Regions from separate parts of the Macaca mulatta genome. Here region 1 is linked to region 2. Evidence: chromatin contacts called from public Hi-C data. All regions are on one chromosome and are shown on one strand. Each heading gives the region's core, a stretch centred on a gene start, on an enhancer-like site or on the middle of the called end of the contact. The rest is flanking DNA. Distances are from core to core; before and after follow the strand shown. Region 1 holds the start of PHF12 (PHD finger protein 12). Region 2 holds the start of DHRS13 (dehydrogenase/reductase 13).

Evidence for each region. A called contact is a pair of places that touch in the nucleus more often than the background predicts.
Region 1: a Hi-C map of CD4 T cells shows a contact between it and region 2, with 4 times the contacts expected there. The contact joins the promoter of PHF12 here to the promoter of DHRS13 in region 2. A contact is called at or near these places in 5 of 14 Hi-C or Micro-C datasets (CD4 T cells, blood, cortical neurons and 2 more).

Annotation. Positions count from the first base shown.
Region 1 is chr16:37,672,771-37,676,433 of T2T-MMU8v2.0, reverse strand. PHF12 (PHD finger protein 12) reads left to right here and starts at 1,259. Exons shown (of 15, transcript NM_001266285.1): 1 at 1,259-1,405; 2 at 2,055-2,236. The coding sequence starts at 1,340. It overlaps LOC144335396 (a long non-coding RNA gene), which reads right to left and starts at 1,765. Exons shown (of 4, transcript XR_013406245.1): 1 at 1,606-1,765.
Region 2 is chr16:37,623,583-37,627,200 of T2T-MMU8v2.0, reverse strand. DHRS13 (dehydrogenase/reductase 13) reads left to right here and starts at 1,635. Exons shown (of 5, transcript NM_001194463.1): 1 at 1,635-1,887; 2 at 2,004-2,122; 3 at 3,090-3,213; 4 at 3,404-3,618. The coding sequence starts at 1,761. All of the region lies in intron 1 of LOC144335398 (a long non-coding RNA gene), which reads right to left.

The DNA.
Region 1 (3,663 bases), core at 10-2,509, 50 kb before region 2:
TTTAGGCTTCCTCTTGAAGAGCAGATCTCAGGGACAGTGGTGAAGAGAGGGTGGTAACGGGCAGGCGGAACTCTCCACAGTGCCACCACCACGCAAGGCAGGGATGCTCAGGATACAATTAACTGATAAAATTAACTGTCAGGACGGGAGAGAATTAGGAACCACAGTCATCCAACACGCCACCAAAAGCGTCATTTTCTGTCGCAAATGGCTTTTCTCTTTACCAATATGGTGGCCTGGTCCAGCCACACCTGATGCTAGAACCGAACAGTCCAGTACAACATCCCTAGGAACACTGCTGTCACCGACAGGCGACCAGCTCCATCCAACACCACACCTTGTTCCTTTCTGTTCATGCCTGAGGACTCCAAGGGCATGATAGCCCATATCCCATTACCAAAATGGCGAAAGTAGCAGCCTTCTTGTGAGGGCCTGCGGAAGACAATACGCCTGCGCGGGAGGCTTCTGTGTTACGGAGTGGGAGGGGAGCACTCCCAACACGCCTGCGCAGGACGGAGTCTTCTTAGTTTGCACACAAACACCAATGGATGAAGAGTCCCTGGCTTCCTGCGGCTGCGCCTTGACCCCTACAAGCTTTCCCAAGCGCCTGCGCGAGCCCTCAGGTCCCGCCCTTTTGTCTCAGTGCGCTGGCGCACGGCAGAAAGGTGGGGCTTCGGTCCTCCAGACGAATGCCAGCGCGGCTGCGCGCTGGGGGGTACTCCCTCACCGCGGCTGCGCGGGAGCCAGGCCGCCGGCTGTCACTGCGGTTGCGCGCGGCGAGCGCCGATCCCGGGGCGCCTGCGCGGGTGGCTTTGCGGGCGCTCGCGGTAAGTTTGCGCCAAGTGCGCGGCAGCCGGGACGCAGACGGCGGCGGCGGCGAGAGGCGGAGCCCGGGGACCACCCCCCATCACCCTCCCCCCAGTCACCTCACGTACCACAACCTCACCTAACCTCTTACCCCCCCCCGTCCGATACCCCCAGCCCCGGGATGGCAGCGCCCGCCAGCCTTCCCGGCCGGACCGGCGGTCGCCAGTGCCGGCTTTAGCCTGTGGGACTAGGCCCTGCCGAGGCCTGACCCCTGGAGCCAGGACCCACTGTGCAGCCAGCAGCCGGGCCGGGACTGAGGGGCTGCTCCCCCCTCGCGGCCCGTCGGGAGGACGCTGTCGTCCCGGGGACTGGGGGCCGGGGGGTGGGGGGGAGCCAGGGCGAGGAAGTCGGGACCCGTGTTGGGAAAAAAGAAGCGGGACCGGGGTCAGGAGCGCCCCCTACCCCCACCTCCCCCCTCCCCCCGGGGTTGGGGGGGCCGGAGCAGAGAGCACCCAGCCCGGGAGGTGGATGAATGTGGGAGAAAATGGAGACCAAGACGATCGTGTACGACTTGGACACATCAGGGGGGCTGATGGAGGTAAGAGTGGCCCTCCTCATCCCCTTCCCCCAGCGCCGGGAGGGAACCTCCGCCCTCCGCCCCACAAAGCCGGTCCTAAACTCGAAGCGCCCAGAGAACCGAGGGAGGGGGATTCTTCCTCACTTAGCCTCTCCCTCCCCTCTTTGCAATTTAGGGGGCTGAGCTCAGCCTCCGAGGACGTTTGCAGCAGTTTCACCTACCCGCCGCCCTCGATTCGCTCTCCCCAGGCGCCAGCCCACTCCATCTCGTTGCACCGGCAGGCCTCCCCACCCCCTTCTTGTTGGCCCCTTTGTGCTTCCCCCAGCACGTCCGGGTACCGGGCTTCGGGCCTCTCCAGAGCCAGGCTTTGGAGTCCCCCACTGTCCATACAAGGAAGTGGCCAAGAAGGGAACCGCGCACCCTCTTCCCATCCCCCTACCCTTGATCCTCCCCATTTGGAAGAAGCTGTTCTCGTTCTTGTGCTGCAGGAACGCGGTTAGGGTGGGCTCCCCCTGGTTCCGGGGGCTGAGAGGTTCTGGGAGCAGCCTGGATGGGAGGAAGAAGGACAAAAGGGGGGAGAGGGGTGGGTGACGGAGAAGCCGCGCCGGGGGGGCGACGGACCGCCCGGGAGCTCCGAGTGTGCACACACGCCGTTTGTATGTGTGTGCAGCAAATCCAAGCTCTGCTGGCCCCCCCCAAGACGGACGAGGCAGAAAAGCGGAGTCGGAAGCCTGAGAAGGAGCCCCGGAGAAGCGGCAGGGCCACCAACCACGACAGCTGTGATAGCTGCAAGGAAGGTGGAGATCTCCTGTGCTGCGACCACTGCCCGGCTGCCTTCCACCTCCAGTGCTGGTAAGGTCCGGGGACCCTTCTCTGCGCATTCCTTCACCCGGCCTGCCCCTGCCTGCCGAAATAACGGGCGCTTGCAGCCGCTAGCTGACTTTCTGCAGCTGCCCGGGCGAGCACCTCCCCGCCCCCAGGTGTCCGCCGGGTTCTGGCAGTTTAGGGGGGAGGAGCAGCGGTGGGTCCGGACCCCGAGGTGGGGGTTGGGAGGAGTGAAGAGAACCCCATATGGGATTGGAAGTCGCTGGGGAGCCGGGACAGAGCCGGCCGGGGACAGCCGGCAGTGGCGGGGGAGGAAGGGGAGGAGCTCCGGGCCCAGCGCCGCTTGCCTGCCCGCGCGCCCGCTGCCCTCGGGGCTCCTGCCCGGCCGGGCTCTCCTTGGGGTGGGTGCGTAGAGCCCTCGGCCACCTGAATTGCAGTGGTCCAGACCCCGGCAACCGGGCGCTTGTGGCTGTAGAAGAAATCATGGAGGGTGTCTCTCGAGTCCGCCTCTTCCTTGCCTCTCTGTTTACAATATGGCGACCTGCCTTTAAATTATATTTTTATTCTCAGCGCCATTTTGGCTGCATATATGATTTGCAAACGTCTCCCGGGGAACGGTGGGGACAGCCCCCGAGTCCTTTCTGCAGAAGCTCCTCAGGGGCCCAGGCTGGGATCTCGCCGCTTTGGTCCCCTTTCTCTACCTCCGCTTGCCCTCTGTTGCCTCTCAGAGCTGCCTTCCTTCCTCCTCCCTCTTCCCTCCTCCCTCCCGGCGCCACTGCCTCTTAGGAAATCGGGCCGGGTTAGACAATTAAAATTGCCCTTGGGCGCCGATTTTATTTCTCCGCTCCGGATCGGCGAGCCCTTCGCTGCAAAATTCTTTGCTGCCAGGGGGAGGATTGTGTGCGGTGGCATTGGAAAGGCATTTTTAAGGAACTGAGAGCTGGAAAGCCGTACGCTTTTTTCCCCCTTACTGGACACGAGGGGAGGGGAGAAACCGAACCGAGAGGGAGGGACGTGGGTTGATCGCCCGCTGCGTGATCCTCCTCAGCGGCTCAGCCCAGAACAATCCGGCAAAGAAGAGTTTAAACTCCATCTTCTGCCGGCAGAAATCACCTCTGCCCTCCACAAAAATCCCACATCTGCGGCAGCAAACCCAGATTTCGTCTTGTTCTACTGGGTCTCGTTCTGTTGTTCTGCAACAGTTGACTGAGGCAGAGGTTTGAGAGAGGAGCCAGTCGGGAGAAAGGAAGAGGGGGCTGTTTCTGTGTTCCCACCAGTTTTTTGATGTTGCCTTTTTTAGCCCTCTGTTTTTGTTTTTGTTTTGTTTTTTTTTTTATGTGAAATTTCACCGAAGGTCTCTTAACGGTTCCATTCACGTTCCATCGCTCGGTTTGCGGAGTTGTGTCTACTATATATTTGTACTAATTGCAGGTTTGGGAACACTTACTAGACAG
Region 2 (3,618 bases), core at 386-2,885:
ACTACACTGCTGGGCACAGCATAAGTACCAAATATCAGGTTCCAGGTTGTACTGAATTTCTCAGGCAACGGCCTTCTGCCCTGGAATGCCCTTACGCATTCGTTCCTAGCTGGCCCCACCCTTCTTGCCATCATGGTCACTTGTAACTGAGTGATGGAGCTTCTCTGCCTGTCTCTGTCACCCGTGAGAACCATTCCAAAGGCAAATTTCCTCCTGAAAGGCAATAATAGATTTTACTGTCTATCTCTTCCGGCTTCCCTTCAGCCATGGAAGGCACTAGTGGGGCTGAGGTAGGGAGATACAGAGCGGGAATGAAGGAGTGAATTCTGACACCCCTTAACTGCCTGTGCCACCTTGAACAGTATCCCCTCTAGCCTGTGTGGGGAGAACAGGGAAGAATCCTAGAAGCTGGGGGCTGGATGTGAAGATAAAAAATTGAAGGATTTGGCCCAGTGCAGAGGCTGACACCTGTAATCCCAGCACTTTGAGAGGCTGAGGCAGGTGGGTCACAAGTTCAGAAGTTTGAGACCAACCTGGCCAACACAGTGAAAACCCATCTCCACTAAAATACAAAAATTAGCCAGGTGTGGTGTCACACACCTGTAATCCTAGCTACCCTAGAGTCCGAGGCAGAAGAATTGCTTGAACCCAGGAGGCGGATGTTGCAGTGAGCCGAGATCATGCCACTGCATTCCAGCCTGGGCAACAAGAGCAAAACTCCATCACAAAAAAAAAAAAAAAAAAAAAAAAAGACAGCTGGACATGGTGGCTCACGCCTATAATCCCAGCACCTTGTGAGGCTGCTGAGGCAGGCGGATCACCTGAGGTCAGGAGTTCGAGACCAGCCTGGCCAACATGGCAAAAACCCCTCTCTACTAAAAATACAAAAATTAGCCGGGTGTGGTGGCAGGGACCCGTAATCCCAGCTACTCAGAAGGCTGAGGCAGGAGAATCACTTGAACCCGGTAGGCAGAGGTTGCAGTGAGGCGAGAGGGCGCCATTGCATTCCAGCCTGGGCAACAGAGGGAGACTCCCTCTCAAAAAAAAAAAAAAAAAAAAAAAAAAGGAAGGAAGGGAAGAAAGAAAAGGATTTGTTCCTAGAGGGAAAAGCATCTAGGACTAGACTCAAAGACACACGTATATTCATGTACACACCTGACTTCAGACGGGAGGGACCATGCTACATACACCTCGAGTAAACATATGGAGATATTCAAGCACATGCATTGGCAGAGACTACAGATGCAGGCACATACCTGGAGGGACTCTGACGGAATGCACACAAACACCTACAAGGTGTTTACATGGTCTCACAGGATCGAGAGGCACGCACACAACCCGAAGGGTGATCCTAGGGACCATGGGCACATACACACCCGGAGGTCATTCACATACAAGCGTTGTAGATGCATGCACATACCTAGCATGCACTCCCAGGGTGTCCGTGGACACTGACACCCAGGTGTTCACACAGGCACACACCTAGGGGGCGCTCCCAGGGCCCAAGTGCACACACGCACCTCAAAGGTGTCCACGGAGGCACACGCCCCCAGGACACCGACGCACGCCTAGGGGGCGCTCGCAGGGCCGGCGAGCACCCGCACGCACACACACCCCTGCCCAGCCTCCTACCAGCCTCCGCCTTCGGAGGCTGACGCGCCCCGGCGCCGTTCCAGGCCTGTGCGGGGCGGATCGGCAGCCGCCTGGCGGCGATCCAGGCCGGCGCGGGGCCTGGGCGGGAGCCGGGAGGCGCGGCCGGCATGGAGGCGCTGCTGCTGGGCACGGGGTTGCTGCTGGGCGCTTACGTGCTTGTCTACTACAACCTGGTGAAGGCCCCGCCGTGCGGCGGCATCGGCAACCTGCGGGGTCGCACGGCCGTGGTCACTGGTGAGTGCGGAGGCGGGTGAGTGCGAGCTGGCGGGGCGCGCGGAGGGGAGGCCGGGCCGGCGGTAGCAGCAGCCCGCCAGGCTCGGCTCAGCTCGGCTCGCGCCTGCGGTCCGCAGGCGCTAACAGCGGCATCGGGAAGATGACGGCGCTGGAGCTGGCGCGCCGGGGAGCGCGCGTGGTGCTGGCCTGCCGCAGCCGGGAGCGCGGGGAGGCGGCTGCCTTCGACCTCCGCCAGGTGAGAGGCAGCGGGGGCGCGTGGGACCGTGAGCCGAGAACCCGCCGGGACACAGAGAAGCCAGCAAAGGGGCTGCGGAGGATCCGGGTCCAGGGAGGAGAGTGCGGCGCGGGCGGCTGAGCGCGAAGAGGGAGTGCACGGAGCGCCGGGGTCACCCGAGGAAGGCGCACCAGAGCCGAGTGGGGGAGGGGCTTCCTGAAGGCCGTAATTGCAGTTCTGAGACGTTTAAGCATCAGTAGAAGTTGGGTTAATGATTAGTAGGAAAGGCAACAGCAGAGGGCACAGCATAAGCAAAGGCCCTCAGTAAGCAAGAGAGCTGGACTGATCTGAAAAACTGAGAAAAAGATTTAATGAGGCTGAAGCACAAAGTATGAGGAAGATGGGCAAATGAGGGGGCTAGAGGACCTTCTAGAGCCTATTGAGAAGCTTGGATTTTATAGATTGGGCAGCACAGACCACTGGAGACCATAAACGGCCCTCAGTAGGCTCCGGACTGTCAGAATAGCCTTTGGAAGGAACCCCTTTGTGGCTGCGTGGTGCTTGGAGTGGAGGGGCAAGAGCGGGCGAGAGGAGACCAGTGAGAAGTCTGTTACAGATTTTGGGTAAATGGTAATGGGGAAAGGAGGTGATAATAATAGCAAGTACCTACCCAGTGCTGCTGGAGTGTATTTTACACATGTTAACTCCTTTCATTCTCACAACAGCTGGGTGAGATTGGTACTGTTATTATTATTCCCTTTATGCAGTGAGAGAACTGAGGCCCAAAGAGATTAAGTATCTTGCCCAAGGTCACACTCTAGTAAAAGGCAAAGTCAGGATTTGAATCCACACACATCTAGTAAACTCTAAGACGTAGGGGCAGATTTTATTAAACAGTAGGAGATGAACTCTCAGAATTTGGTTCCTGGGGAGAGAGGGAAGAGGAGAAAGATGCCTGGTGACAAGCCCAGCCCTTGCCGCTCCACAGGAGAGTGGGAACAATGAGGTCATCTTCATGGCCTTGGACTTGGCCAATCTGGCCTCGGTGCGGGCCTTTGCCACTGCCTTCCTGAGCTCTGAGCCACGGTTGGACATCCTCATCCACAATGCCGGTGAGGGGCAGCAGTCCCTGTGGGGTGGGGGGTGGCGGGTGGCCAGGGGCAGCTGCCCCCTCCAGCGGAAGCCCTGCTGGGGCCAGTGGACACATGGGAAGGATGCCCCCTACTCCCATCTCATAGATAGGGATGCCAAGGCTGCAGAGCTCCTTCTGGAGCAGCCACTTACATCTAGCCTCTGCCCCAGGGATCAGTTCCTGTGGCCGGACCCGCGAGGCGTTTAACCTGCTGCTTCGGGTGAACCACATCGGTCCCTTTCTGCTGACACATCTGCTGCTGCCTTGCCTGAAGGCATGTGCCCCTAGCCGCGTGGTGGTGGTAGCCTCAGCTGCCCACTGTCGGGGACGTCTCGACTTCAAACGCCTGGACCGCCCAGTGGTGGGCTGGCGGCAGGAGCTGCGG